Regions from separate parts of the Rattus norvegicus genome. Here region 2 is linked to region 1. Evidence: chromatin contacts called from public Hi-C data. All regions are on one chromosome and are shown on one strand. The core of a region is the stretch at or near the end of the contact, and the rest is flanking DNA. Distances in the headings are between cores, read along the strand shown. Region 1 has its middle 100 kb from the start of Snx19. Region 2 has its middle 210 kb from the start of Snx19.

The links. Hi-C and Micro-C count contacts between places; a contact is called where the count stands out from the background.
Region 2: a Hi-C map of kidney shows a contact between it and region 1, with 2.1 times the contacts expected there. The contact joins two enhancer-like sites. A contact is called at or near these places in 2 of 12 Hi-C or Micro-C datasets (the A7r5 cell line and kidney).

The regions. Positions count from the first base shown.
Region 1 is chr8:37,186,505-37,193,771 of GRCr8, forward strand. No RefSeq gene overlaps it. Among named protein-coding and RNA genes, the nearest start is that of Snx19, 100 kb to the left of the region's middle. Within about 2 kb of position 3,942, at least 4 of the 93 cell types and tissues checked have an H3K27ac peak or open chromatin away from gene starts, as enhancers often do. A contact at or near this core is called in kidney, where this site is marked.
Region 2 is chr8:37,293,816-37,301,082 of GRCr8, forward strand. No RefSeq gene overlaps it. Among named protein-coding and RNA genes, the nearest start is that of Snx19, 210 kb to the left of the region's middle. Within about 2 kb of position 4,541, at least 1 of the 93 cell types and tissues checked has an H3K27ac peak or open chromatin away from gene starts, as enhancers often do. A contact at or near this core is called in kidney, where this site is marked.

The DNA.
Region 1 (7,267 bases), core at 2,692-5,191:
TCCAAGCACAGACCTTCCTGACGTGGCATCTTATTTCTAAGGAGGAAAGACACACACACACACACACACACACACACACACACACAGAGAGAGAGAGAGAGAGAGAGAGAGAGAGAGAGAGAGAGAGAGCCTTCTGATGGGTCCAGTGTAAATGAGTCAGAAACATAGGGATCCAATGAACTTGAAAAGGCTCCCTGGAGTTCAGAGCAAAGGGCAAAAACCTTTGCAGGAAATCACAGTTGGAGATTTCTCCAAACCTAGTTCTATTAGTTCTTGCCAGGCCACAGAATGGGGCTAGTGACTGGATCTCCATGGAAACCAGAAAGGAAGAGTAAGGGTCACTCTGTCCCAATTCCTCAAGGTCCGCCTTAGTCATTTTCCAAGCAGCTTGTTGAAATATCTTGCTCCATGCAAGCCCACTTCCTGGACATCCCAATCAGGGCATGGTCTGGAACACCAAATCCAGCCAGTCACTTCTCCTTAGAAACTCCACTTTCACAACTCCAAAAGAAAGGACAAGTTGAACTGAAATCCCTACTTCCCCCACCCTACCCGCCCAAAAACCTCCTTCCCTTGGATTCAACTTTTCTGAACAAGGCGAAAGCCAGGCCTGGCTTCTTATCAACTGATTGGAAGGTTAGGCTTGTGGTCCTTGGTCTTGAAAGATGAAATACCAGTCACAGTCCTCTTTGGAAGCACCAGGTAGGACAAGAATGTACACAAAATATCAAACATGTACAGCCAAACATGAAACACTATCCAAAAAAGACCCAGATCCTGATGGATTGGTTTGGTTGAGTTACATCAGTCACGAAAACACACGCAGGCCAGCAGGCCTGGAGCCCAGAGAGATGAAGGTTGGTTAATGGAAAGCAGGCGAGTGGCAGGTGTGTGTCCCTGGGCATAGTCAGTACTTCAGTACTTCTCTACCTACCCTACCCCTACCCCAATCCCTCAGTCTGCCCTACCTCAGGGTGAATGACAGACGGCTCAAGGCATCTGGCCAACCCAGAGCCCAGCTCGGTATCGGCTAGGTTTCCATTTTTTTATCCACTTGAGTGCATCTTCCAGATAAAAATCCAAGGTTCCTCTGTGTTCTGATTTTTCTCTCACAGTGGAGTTGCTATGGAAACAGACCTTGCTCATCCACCACTGGACTAGTCACGTTTCGGGGGTGGGGAGGACTAAGAAAAATGAGCAAGTGGAACAGTATTCTCCCCAAACGGTGCTTTAAATTGAAATCATCTGTTCCCCAGCCCAGCCTCCCCAGCCCAGCCACACCCGTGCAGCTGTGAAGGTGGGCGGGACAGCCAGGCCAGCCGCCTGCTTAGCGAGGGAGGGTCAAACCTCTGCGGTGGTAAGGTGATATGCTGGGAAGAATTTTGCTCTGGGCTGTTTTTCCCCCCTTTTCTGTTTCTTATTTACTAATTAGCATTTTAATGGTGAACATTTATGGGCTGTGCAACGTACAACAACTCGATACATGTATATAATGTGTAATGATCAAATCACGGTAATTAATATTTCCATCTCCTTAAGCATTTTTTAAAAATGTAATTCACTCAGTGACTCTACATTTCAGAGGGAACATGTAGAACATTTGTCCGTACCCACTTTCCCCATTGTTAGTCTTCACACTCATCTGGACTTCACTGGAAAGCCCAACTTGGCCTTCCTGTCTCTTCTCCAGCTCCCAAGCAAAAAGGAAGAAGCCTGGAGGCTGGCTCAGGGCTGGATCTTCCAGGCACTTTCTGTGGCTCTGGATGTCTCTACTGCTGTCCTTCTCCCAGATGGGCTTTCCCACTTGTGGGTACGTGCAATCATCCATGAAGTTGGGAAAGTAGAGTCTTTCTGTACTTGCAGCAAAGAACCCAGGTTAAGGGAGGTGTGTGCCCTGATAGAACAAGACCGAAGAGGAGACAGAAGCAGGCAAGTGTAAGAAGATGGTCCTGATGGGAGGCCTATGGAATGCACAAGGGGGGATACAGGAAGCTAGCCAGCTGGGGGATACACACTCTCCATGTGAGCCTCAGCTACAGAATCGCTATGCTAGAACTGGAAAAGAAGGGCTTGGGAGAGCCTGGAACCCCCAGCTAAGGGGTGCTGACAGTGGACATGTTGGAGGTCAGGCAAGAGTTTGTTGCCCTGGGTATCAAGGACATGGTGTGAAGTCAGAACTGGTATGGGGTAAAGGACAGAAACACTATCTGGAATGAAAAGAAACCAAAGGAGTGACCATCAGTCATTCCTTCACCTGGTTGCCATCTGGAGTACAGAGCCCCGGGCCCTCTGGTTCAGGTCATCGTTCATCCACACCTGCCTGCAAGGCTCCCGTGCTCACGGAGACAGGATGGAGTATTGAACACCTAGGACTGCCCCACAGTGTGGGCTGCTCAGAGCAGATGAGGTGGGCCTCAGTTTCCCCTGTGCTAAGAGCATTCCTGCACAGATAAACAGGAGGACTTCCAGAAAGCTCACTGGTAAGTGGTGTTGCACGTGTGTCTGGAATGGGATTGAATGCAGCCTGACCTCCCAGAGGGAGATGTTTTGGGGGGTCCCATTGAGCCAGTGCTTTAGAGCTGCAATGCTGTTGCTCTGTCCTCAGGCAGAGCACATCTGGAAAGGCTATTGGACAGACACAGAAAGGTGACTAGGAGCAGGCTGAGGGACAATGGCCTGAAGGTGCAGAAGTGAGGTCAGGGTTTGCCGGTGGGTTTCTTGCCCAGCTTAATTGTTTTCATTCTCAAAGTGATTCCTAACAGCTGGCCCGATGATCGTCATGTGCAGATTCCACAGGCAGCTGAGAGAAGCCAAAGGGCTGGGCAGAAGATCTGGGAGTCCAGCACCTGCCTTGCTGAGCCGGGTTCAATGCAGATGAGCTGAAGGAGGCAAATGGGTCCATCTGTCCTGCCTTGTGTGGGTGGATGCTTTAAATCCAAGCTGAGTTCGGGCTTTTATGCCATGAACTCCCTCCTCACCCCTGGCTTGTGCCCAGGGTGGCCACTTTGAGGCCTTTCCCTGGACACCTGAGTTGTGACCTAGCCTCTGAGTTCCTGTTGTCTATGGCTAGCTCTCTCAGGTGGCCAGGGCAGAGGGCCAGAGGTCAAAGGTTAAGAACAAATTTCAGAGAAGATAAACGGGCAGCACTTTAGTATTTGTCTTTGTGCAGCTGGCCTGACCCTGGCAAATCATAGGATGCATGCTGCTCTTTGGTCACGAGAGGATCTGGTCACAGCGTGGGACTGAACGGTGTAACCCGCACTGCCCTGGAAGGACCATCAGATGCAAAGAGCTGCAGGTTTAGGCCCTGGAGCAGTTAGCCTGTGTGAGGAACAACGCTGCAGTATGTATCTGTGCTCGATGCCTCGGGGCTGACACAGTTTTCAAGGCAGGGGCAGCCCTGATTGTCAACTTGACAGGGTCTAGAATTAAGCACTTAGAAGACAAACCCCTGCACATACCAAGCTCAGGACTTATGTCCTTTCCAACACAATCCCATCTCAGCTGTCATCATTCACTGGACAAACCCACCATGTGCCTGACAGTAAGTGTGCTAGATACTAACACACGCTCATCTTCTCATTTAACCCTGGGGAGACTTTACATGGAGATACTGTTAATAGTCCTAGTTGGTAAAAGACCACTCAGAAGCACAAAGAGAGTAGTTGCTTTGCCTGAGTTGCAAGGCTATATCATAGAGCAGAGGCTGAACTCAGTCCTTTGATCATGACGCTGGTCCATGTGTGGACTGTGTGCAAGGTACTATGCTGGAGTTCCTTCCTCCTCTGACCACTATCCTGAAACAACAGGATGAAGCAGCGTCTTGCCAAGCTTCATGACAAAGATCCTGTGTTAGGGCCAAAGGCCGCAGCTGAGTTGAGCCAACTGCCTGGGCTCTGGGTTTCAGCCAAATGTGGACCAGGTCAAACAGAACAGCAACAGGACATACTGCACCACTGGAATACTCAGCCCAGCCCTGCTGGCTGGGTCACTCCTGGCCTTCGCTGCCCACTTGTAAGTAGGTCATTTGGCACTTTAGAAATGTCCTGAGTAACCTTAACATGAAGTTTGTGGGGTGATGCTTGAGGTTTACTCTAGAACCTGATCACTCAAGGGTCTCAAAGGCTTTGACCTTTGAGAGTGTCATAAATGTCAAGTAGGGGTGCATCAAAAGCATGAATACCAAGGCTCCAAGTTATAGCAAGCAAGGTGGCTAAGAGCTTTGGTGTCAGGATGATGGAGACAAACAAAAGGGGCCCAGCAGGGTAGAGTTCTCTTTGGAGCATGTTTTGAGCCTGCCAGCAAGGGCTATTAGACACCATCACAGAATGCTGGTCAACAGCTGGATTTCTTTCCTAGGGGACCCATTAACCCATTACATTTTGGAGACAGGATTTGGAGAGGAATCATACTGTTCCCTTTCAGCTGCTGAATTCCCGAGAGTGTTGGAAAAAGACCCATGTCTCAGAGCGTCTCTCCTTGGCTATGGTAGGTGCCCAAATGATCAAAGATGGATATGTGAGGGTATGGGGCCCTTCTCCCTGGGTTAGATCTCACCAACAGCCTGTAATAACAACAATGATCTAACAAAGATAAACCAAGGCTTGGAGAAAGGCAATGGTGTTAGTCATTTGGGATATGATACTCAAAAGGACATGGCCCTTTTGAAGTTGAACTTGGCTATGTAAACCTGTCAGAGGGAAGCCGGCCATGAGTGGTAAGGGTGTACTGGTATGAACCCTAAGGTCACCCAGATCTACAACCACTTCAACATTATGATTGCGAAGCAGAGAGCAATCTCAGCTTCTCCACTCCATACACCTCCCTTGCAGCATCCCATCCCTGCTAACCCCAGCAATGGCTTAAATCAGAAGTGGGGCTGAGAGGACGTTCCAAGGACCAGTGATAACATGGTCCAGGAGGTGGCAGCCGTGCATAGCTGTAGTGTTCAAGGAGTTGCTGGCCGAAGGTGGCCTTTCTTGATTCCCACACCTCCACTTTCCCAGGCCAGTCAAGGATCAAATCCATGGGTTACGGCTTACCCAATACAGGTATCATACCCACAGAGGGACTCAGGCTGTGGTCTGCAGTGGTGTCACCAGTAATCTGAGCTGTCTTCCAGAACAGCAGGAAGCAGGCTGGATCTCCAGTGCGTCAGGTACACAGTTGTCAGGACTGTCACCTCAAAGGGCAGCCCATGTGACCTGAGTAATTTCAGCTTCCCCTCGGGTCCACATGCCTTTCCCAGGCACAGAATCGTGGCATGGCAATTAAATGACTGCAATGCACCCCCAGCAGTTTAATTGGTTCCTCTGTCAACTGAGAAAGGGAAACAAGAATTAATCACAACCTCGGGAAGATGAACAATGAAGGGGGAATAGGGACTCGTAAGGTTATTCTGGGGTCTTAGAAATACAAGCATCTAAGGGGCTGAGCCTTGTTGGTGAGGACCTCGAGTATAGAAAACTGGAGGGACTGGGTACTCTGAATGGGTTTTACAGAGGTAGCCCAGAAGGGAAGGGTCTTGGAAGCTCTCTCCCCCCCCATTCTACAAAAAGGTATCTGGACGTGCTTCCACAATATAAATAGGTGGTTGTAGATTTTCAAATTACACTGTTTTGTGTTTCACAGAATCACAAATTGGTAACATCAAGAAGGATATTGGAGATGGGATAGGGCCCGCCCTTTGCTGGGTGTGTCACTACAGAGACATAGGTCTCCTTGCAGGAACAGGCGACCTATTACATATAGGGCAAGTTCTGTATTTGTGGATGGCTCTGTATTTTAGATGACTTTTCTTTATATCAAGCTCAAACTCATTTCCCCAGGCCTTCCAGCCACCACTGCAAATATGTCCTCTGGAGCTACAAGAAATCCATATGTCCCTCTTCTCCTCTGGTCTCTTTCAGGTCTTTGAAGATGGCTATCACATGCTTTGCCTACTGTTTTTCTTCCGGAAGATATGTTGGCTCGCCAAACAACCTAGTTTCATAAGCCGTGGGCCATGGGTCTCTCCCAGTTAGGGACAGTTTCTGGGAAGGTCACGGTTATGCTGTTCTGCACTTACCAGCATGCACACCTTTCTTGTATACAGTGTCTGACCAACTCCAGGACACTCTAGCACTTGCCACCTCTTCAGCCGCTCCTCCTCAAGGCCCCTATCATCCCTCCCCTTCTCCTCTTTCCCCTTCTCCTCTTTCCCAAGGTCACAATGCACAGGCTCCATCTACACATATCCCTGGATATGACACCGGGACACGTAGTTTTAAAAAAAGCTGATTAATTAGAAACAGTGGTGGGGGTTGGGGGTTCACTTTGGGAAGAGTTGTTGATCTGGGGAGGACCCCAATGAGTGGGGTTATCCTAGCTGTGTGGACAGAAATCCTGCCACAGAGGAGCAGGACTGTGTTGGGAATGAGGCCTGGCTCAATGGCTTCCTGCCCCAGGGCCATGTGTTGCTGTACAGTGGAGTGGGGATTTGATCTATAAGTGGGCAGTTTAATTTTTTTTTTCCGCTCTAAAGTAAGAGGGAAAGGGAACTCTGGCAGCTGGTGCTCCATAAATCCTGCCAGCCTCAGAACTGAGTCTATCTCACACATGGAAAAAAAACCTCCCTTCTCCACCCCCACCCCGAAGATAAATGATAATAAAATATTAACCACCAGCTCTGCCCTCCTCACAGATCGGGGATGACTTCCTTTAAAAGACCTTTATGCTCAGTTGCTGCCAAAGACGACTAAACTACAGCCATGAATGACTTCTCGCCCCGAGGCTCCAGCTGAGTCTGATTTCGCTGGGAGGGGCTCCACCAGTCACAAGCTCTTGGTGGCCAGCGGCTGTCAAAGCTCAGTGTAGGAGTGGGAAAGGAAGATGGGCATTTGCTTCTGGCTTCAGGTGTGCAGCCTGGAGGTGTCTGGTGGTCCAGCCAGGTGGAGGCTGGGCTGCCTTCCTCCCAGGACCTCAGAGACAGCTGGGCTGGAAAATCCCCCTATTAAGAATGAAAATGTGGCAGCTGGGTCCGAAGTACGCCAAAGGCCCCTGAGAAAGAGACTGACCAGGGAGGGGAAGGAATGTTTGGCCTCAGCTGAGTTCTCCTCAGCTCTCTTTCAAGTCTTTCCAGTGGCTGGAAGGGTTTTGGGATGGAGAAACCTAAAGAAATAGGAAATTCATTGCTATAGTTCAGATCTGGACTGCTCTCAAAGGTCCATGTGTTAAAAGCTGGGTGGCAACTTTGGAAAGGTGTGGCCTAGGAAGAAGAAAACAGATA
Region 2 (7,267 bases), core at 3,291-5,790, 110 kb after region 1:
GAGAGAGAGAGAAAGAGAGAGAGAGAGAGAGAGAGAGAGAGAGAGAGGAAGAGAGAGAGAGAGAGAGAGAGAGAGAGAGGAAGAGAGAGAGAGAGATTTATGTAGATCAAATTGTGTTCCCTTGGGGTTCATGTTGAAGCCTTGACTTCCAGTGAGACTGTTTGGCCAACGATGGAACTGTTAGGGGATAATTAGGGTCAACTGGGGTCATAAGGGATGAAGTAGGATCTAGTAGTATAGTAGCCTTATGAAGAGAGAAAGACTATCACTGTCCCTATTCCCTCTCTGTCTATCATATAAAGACACAATGGAGATACCATGTTAAGAGACTCAAAAGGAAACACAAGAGGAGAGTATTCATCAGAGACCCACCAGGCTGGACCCTGATAATTGATGATCAGCCTCCAAAACTGTTCAAAATATATATGTATATGTCATATACATAACTACATAAATTTTCCTTACATTAATATATTTTATTTATATATTTGTATCTTGTTATATATGTAACTAATATATACATGTTTTATATGCATATATTACACACATTACTTATATATAATATATGTATACATTATTTATATGTGTTATATTTAGAAAGCTAACATATATGTGTGTATAGACATAGATATATTATTTATAATAATGTGCATCTTATGATGAATGGACTTTAAGCATGACCATATTAGAATCTAGAAATCTTCAAATACAAAAGAGTAAACTAACATCCCCATATGAATTTAGCTAGACTTTTCCTATGTCTCTATGCTATTATTTTGGGGGCAACAATTGTTTTATCACACAACCAGTCAGTATAGAACTGGCTATATAAAGTTAACTGTAAATATAATTGTAGAAGCTTAGACAAGGCCTTAAAGTTAATCCAGTTAAAATCTACAGATCTAGGCCTGTTTTGTAACCTCCTCCAAGTTGGTATGGTAACATATCTAGCCTGATTCCCCATAGGTGACCCCAGTATGAAGTGCTCAATGTATTATGTCACTAGAGATCGGTAAAGGTCCAGGGAGATAGGCATCTGCTCACTTTTCCTCACAGCTTGTAAACTGATACAGTGGTTTTGGAAGAGGGTTTTATTCCACCGCTCAGAGTATTACCAAGGTTTATGTCTTTCAATCTATGCATAAGTAATAAGCCAGCATGCTGTGCTATGATACTGCTTGCAACAATATTACTAATATGGGGAAAATGTGCAATGGTAAGTAAGGAGCTAATGGATTCCTTTTTATTCACAAGTTGCTAGCTTACAAGGCCTCATTCTGGAGATGTATAAAAAAAGAGACTGCAAGAAAATATATACATTTTCCAATGATCCATACAACAATAGCAAACTCTAGAGTGCTTTCTTATCCATAGGTGTCATGTTTCTACTTGACAAAGGAATGGCCCAAAGGTCAGTTTGGAAAATATGGTCATTGGAGAGTCATTGGTCATGAAGTCATGAAACATGGAAGTTTCTAGCAACTCCTCATTTAACCATTACACAGCTCCAGTTGTTAAAGAAATCTCCCTTCTGGTATCTTCCATCTACTCTTATCATATCTGGAAACTGAGGTGATCAGAACAAAACTCCCTACACTATGATGCATACTATTATGCAAAATATTATGATCTTAATAGTTCTCAAATATGTCCCCTCACCGTCATGCCTAATATCTCACATATATCAAATGGTTTTGAAAAGGATTTCCATGTCAGCCCTTTGGGCAAGTGGTTCTCATTTACTCTTCTCCATCTGGAACACAGTTTTGTGGTTTAGCACTGGAAACACTGTCCAGTGCGTCTCATTATTTGACTCTAAAATTGCCCCTATAATTGAAGGCAAATGATTATTTTTCTCTCTCTTTTCTTGGGGTTTTTCTACATTTTCTTTTGTACTGTTGACTGATATTTTTTTTTCTTTAGTTATAACAGGTGGAAACCAAATGCACATATTGCCAAGTAAAGTGTGGTCAGAACCAGCCAGGGTGGGAGATGGGAAAAGTTTGTTCTTTGGGATGACAACTACGTCATAGGATATTATCAGAATGATTCACATATATTTTGTGTAAAAGCTGGAGCCGAAGACAGTCAGTGGGGAGAGCGAGGCTACTTGCTCAGCCTTTCATTTCCTGAGGACTGTGGGTTTAGCCCATGCTTGAAGTGTACATGCTTTGGTCCATGACTCAACATGGGTGTACACTTTGGGTCCTGGAGCTCTCAGTTCTGGCCCTGAACCTCTTTCAAACAGATTTCTGACCATTGATTCTGATGAGTATAATTGGAGCTAGCATATCAGAACACACTTAAAAGTAGAATATTCCACCAAATATGAGCCTTGCTTTAGTGACTGCTTGTAACCAAAAACCCAAATTTCAAGAGAAATTTCTGTCATGAAGGCATCCTTTCATATCTTGTTAAAGGCTGGATTTCACAGATGTATGGATTTGTCAAATTTTAGCGTATATAGAATTGACTGAAATCCATTTTTACATCAGAAATACTTCTAGCAATGAATTCTAATTAGTATTCATGCTGAATCTCTCAGAGAGAATTATGCATACACTTTAAATTTTTATTGAAATGTGTCCAAATAAGACAGGCTGTTCCCAGGTCAAGTGCTAGACTCGCAGGCAATCCAACATTTACATTGAAGCATTCTGGTAGAATCTAAGTCATAGCTGCATGAGGTAATATGTCTGAGCTTGCTCACATAGGGTCCCAAGAGCTTATTTTGCATAGATCTTTCCCAAGTTTTTTGGGAAGTTTGAAATTACTGGACAGTAGGAACACACATACTAGAGAATGGCACTAGTAAGAACCATTGCCCATGCTGCGAAACACAGCTGAGTGTGTGGGCAATTTGCCGTGAATTTCTTTCAACTTGCCTTTATGTTTGCAAATTTTCATAACAAAATATTGGCAAAACATTACTATTCTGTGTGCTTTTGCTGTGAGAAAAAAAATAGATTTTCCTTCAGGTTTTAGATTTTTGCCTCTAACTGGAATTTAATATTCCTCATACAGCAGCAGCTGGAAGGAAAAGATGTGTCACAGTATAATGCTGTCAAAGAACCATGTGAAGAGTCATGGAGGCCAAAAGGCTAGAAGAATGGATCGTTCATTGGGACAGAGACAGGCAGTGGGAGAGGTACTGGCAATCCCCCTTTCTAGAGTATCTTCTCTGTCTGAGAAGTAGCCTGCTGTACTTGAAAGACAAAGGAACTCCAAAGAGCATTACCTAACCCTGCAGGCTGGCATCAGAATGACTAGATAGATACTTAATGAGTTGCTGACGTTCTCCTAAAGATAGTCTTGACCCAGCATTGTGAAAGACCCTATAGGTCTAAGGAGGCATCAGAAACTTATACTTTCCCTAGCCTCAAAGTTCTTAGGAGTCAACAAAAGAGAGGACTTAAAAATCACACCAACAAAGTAATTGGACTGGTGTCTCTCCTATGGACTGTAACCTATCTAGCTGTAAGTTCTTGGACCCTTTAACGGTATCAGCTATGGGTTCTATCTCATGGAGGTCCACATAAGCCCCAGCCAGATAAACTCGCAGTGCAGAAGGGAGAGAGTAGACACAAAATCCTAGCACCAACACAAAAGCTATTAACATTTGATAGCTGCTGGAAGAGGGAAGGTCAATTGTCTTCAATGATCTTTATTGGAAAAATATGACCTTGGAAAATCCTTTATCTTCACTGATCTTCTTTTACCTTCTTCTAGAAAGGAAAAGTAGTAACGTTAATTTCTTGAAGTTTTCATAGACATTTTCTATATATGATAAAATCATATAGCATACACTTTAAAATGATCACAATTATGCCCCTTGCTATTTCTTAGCTGTGTTCCTCTAGCCTACTTCAGTAGCACAGTATGAAATCTCCACCTCTAGTATGCACCAGGATACAATTATTAATTGGCAAAAATGAAAACTAGACTTCACTTGGGTTGCATGCTTGCTTCCTTCTAAACGTTTCCTATGAGGCAGGCCCTCATGTCCTTCCAGTTTCTGCAATGAGCAGTATATGATCCAGAGATCACCAAAAGAGTTGAGCTTTAAGTATGCATGTTTTCTCTTCGGAGATGTTTTTCCTGGGACTTGAAGTTCCAGAATGTAGGGAGGATACAAGAGGTAAGAGTAGGAAATAATCCCCTAAATGGAGAGGGACAGCTGAATGCATTTAAATTCTTTGATCTTTTTACTAAGTGAACATGCAGAATTAGTAGGGGAGAGTGAACATGAGCATATATGTGTATTTAGAAGCATGTGTGCTTTAAGACCTTTAGTGGGACACAAGTCAGGGAACCATGATTCCTTCTTTAAAAATACTTTTATTGATTATTTGGAATTCTCACCTTAAGCACACCAATCACGCTCACCTCCCAGTCTCCCCATGTCTGCTTCCCTTCCCCTGTGATTCTCCTCCACCTCTTTCAAGAGAAAAAAAAAAACCAAAGTCCATCTTGTGTGGTCTAAATATTAACTACAGTATGGTTTAGTTCCTAGTGGGTAGCCTCCCCGCACTCCTGCAAGGGAAGATGAATCTTTCTCTGCCTACATCTACAACAGAAGCCATCAGCTGAGGAAAGAGCCATGTGGTAGCTGGAGTGAGCCAGGTGCTATGGGCTGGTGACAGGCAGGGACAGCTCTCATGAGCCCACACCCTACTACCATTCTTTACCCCCAACCCACAGGCCCAAAGAGGTACTTGCTTGGGAACCACAATTTCTAAAGAAAGCTTTGTTGTCATGGAAATCAAATCTGCCAGTTTGCTGATTCTGTGCTGTCCAATAAGATGTTACACCTCAGTGCTTATCCTGTTGTCCTTTTTAGGGTTTTAAGTAATAGAGGTTGAGTGACTTGGGAACAGGGATTGGGAACACAGTAGGCTGTTGAGGGGCCATCAGTTTTGGGTTTTACTCGGGCCTCTTCTTGGTTTGCAGTCAGTTTCCTTGTTGTACATAAATGGCCTTTCCTATGCCTTGCCCTCTTCTAATCAGGGCATCTGACATGTTGCATCTCACCTTTGTCATCTCTTTCAACTTTATTTAACTTCTTTATTATGGAAGCCACATAATGGTACTGTCTTCAAATATTGTCACAGTGGGAGGTGGAGCTCCAACACAGGAATTGGCAGGATATGCAATTTATTGTACGACAACCAGAGAAAATCAAAGGTTCAAGCATGAGCCAAAGGTGTCACAGATACAAGTCCTTGTCCACATCCACATCTGAGCCTCACTGATCGGCCCAGCAGATCATAAAGCTAAGGAACTTCCTTGCTTCTGCTATTTGGGGTGATAGCCTTCGTTTTACCAGTGTGGGTGGATGAGGCAGGAGAGTTCTTGAGTTTTTCTCCTCACCACTTTTCTGTTGACATTCTCTCTGATCTTCCTTAATATTCTACCTAGGGACAATTGGGACATACTCTGAGTATGTCTCCAAAATCAAGCTCCCCAATGTTGGATGATCCAGTTGCTCAGGGGTATATTGAGACTACCTGCTATAGGACATATGACCCCTCTAAAGGGTACCTTACTCTTTCCTGTTAATACATATAAAATAGTGCCTTTCTCAAGTCAGTTTAGCAAATGTCGTTTCTATGTGAGGCCATGGATATTAAGATGAAAATTCACGATCTGGTGAGAAAGTCACAAAAATGCCTGACAAGACAGACAGAAGAAACACTTAAATAGTGCAAGGAGGTGTGCTAGGGAAAACTTAAAGGTGAAGTCAATTTTTTCTGGTTGGAAGAATCATGGGATGCTCCGTATAGAGCTAGCCTCTGGGTAGGATCTTGAATAAGGAATAAGAACTTGAGAAAGAGTAAAGTATGGGATGGAGGAACGGAAATACAAGCAATGGAGATTGATTTTAGCATATGCTTAGAATCATAGGAGGCAGAGGAAGGGAGAAACCTGGGAAGGAGAGAGGAGAAGAAGGGAAAGGGGGGCAGGATCAGGTGTGGGAGGAGACAAGGGAGAAGTACAGAGGGTCAGTACAGTGGGGAATGGGGAACTGAGGGTAACTACTAGAAAGTTCCAGATGCCCAGGAAGTTTCTAGGATCCAACAGGGATGACATTACCCGAAAGATCCAACAAAGGGGAGTTAGAACCTGTAGAGATCATATCCAGTGGTTAGGCAGCCCCCAGTTGAGGGAATGGGGCCACCCACCCATCTCAAAAATATTAACCCAGAACTGCTCCAGTCTAAAGGAAGTGCAGGGACAAAGAGTGGAGGGAACTGAAGGAAAGGCCCTCCAGAGATTACCCCACCTAGGGATCCATCCCATCTGTAGACACCAAGCCCAGACACTATTGCCAATGTCAAGAAGCTCTTGCTGACAGGAGCCTGGTATAGCTGTCCCCTGTGAGGCTCTGCCAGAGCCTGACCAATATAGATGTGGATGCTCGCAGCCAACCATCAGACTGAGCATGGGAACCCCAATAGAAGAGATAGGGGAAGGACAGAAGGAGTTGAAGGGAATTGCAACATCATAGGAAGAACAACAATATCAACCAGCCAGAACCCCTAGAGCTCCCAGGGACTAAACCACCAACCAAAGAGTACACATGGAGGGATGCACTGCTCCAGCTACATATGTAGCAGAGGATTGCTTATCTGGCATCATCAAGAGGGGAAGCCCTTGGTCCTGTGATGGCCTGATGCCCCAGCATAGGGGAATGCTAGGGTGGTGAGGTGGGAGAAAGTGGGTGAGTAGGTGGGAGAGCACCTTCATAGAAGCAGGGGGAGTAGGATGGGATAGATTTGCAGAGGGGAAATTGGAAAGGGGGACAACATTTGAAATGTAAATAAATCAAATAACCAGTTAATTAATTAATTAAATACCAAAGAGAGGTTAAAAAGAAATCAACACTTAAAAAAAATCTGAAGAGTAAATTGTAAGGTAGGGGACAGACAGTGTGACAATGACCAATGAGCAGGGGCATGGTCTTACTATTTATTCTAATTATGGAACTGAGAATTGCCCATCTCCCTTGGAACTTTTTCTTGGATTGGTGAAGTGGGGGATCTTAAAGACAGAGGTCATCATATCGAAGCACAATTAATTTCCTGTTGTGACAAGTTGGACATAGAAGTACACTTCTGTTTCCTCTTAGGAACCTGGGTGGATTTTGAGATTCTCCAGGGAAAAAAGTTCAAGAAGAAAGGAAACATGGCTCTGACTCCTGAGACAAACTTTAGATACCCAGGGAGCAAAAGTATGGAAACTGCCTATTGGTCCCTAGGCACACTGT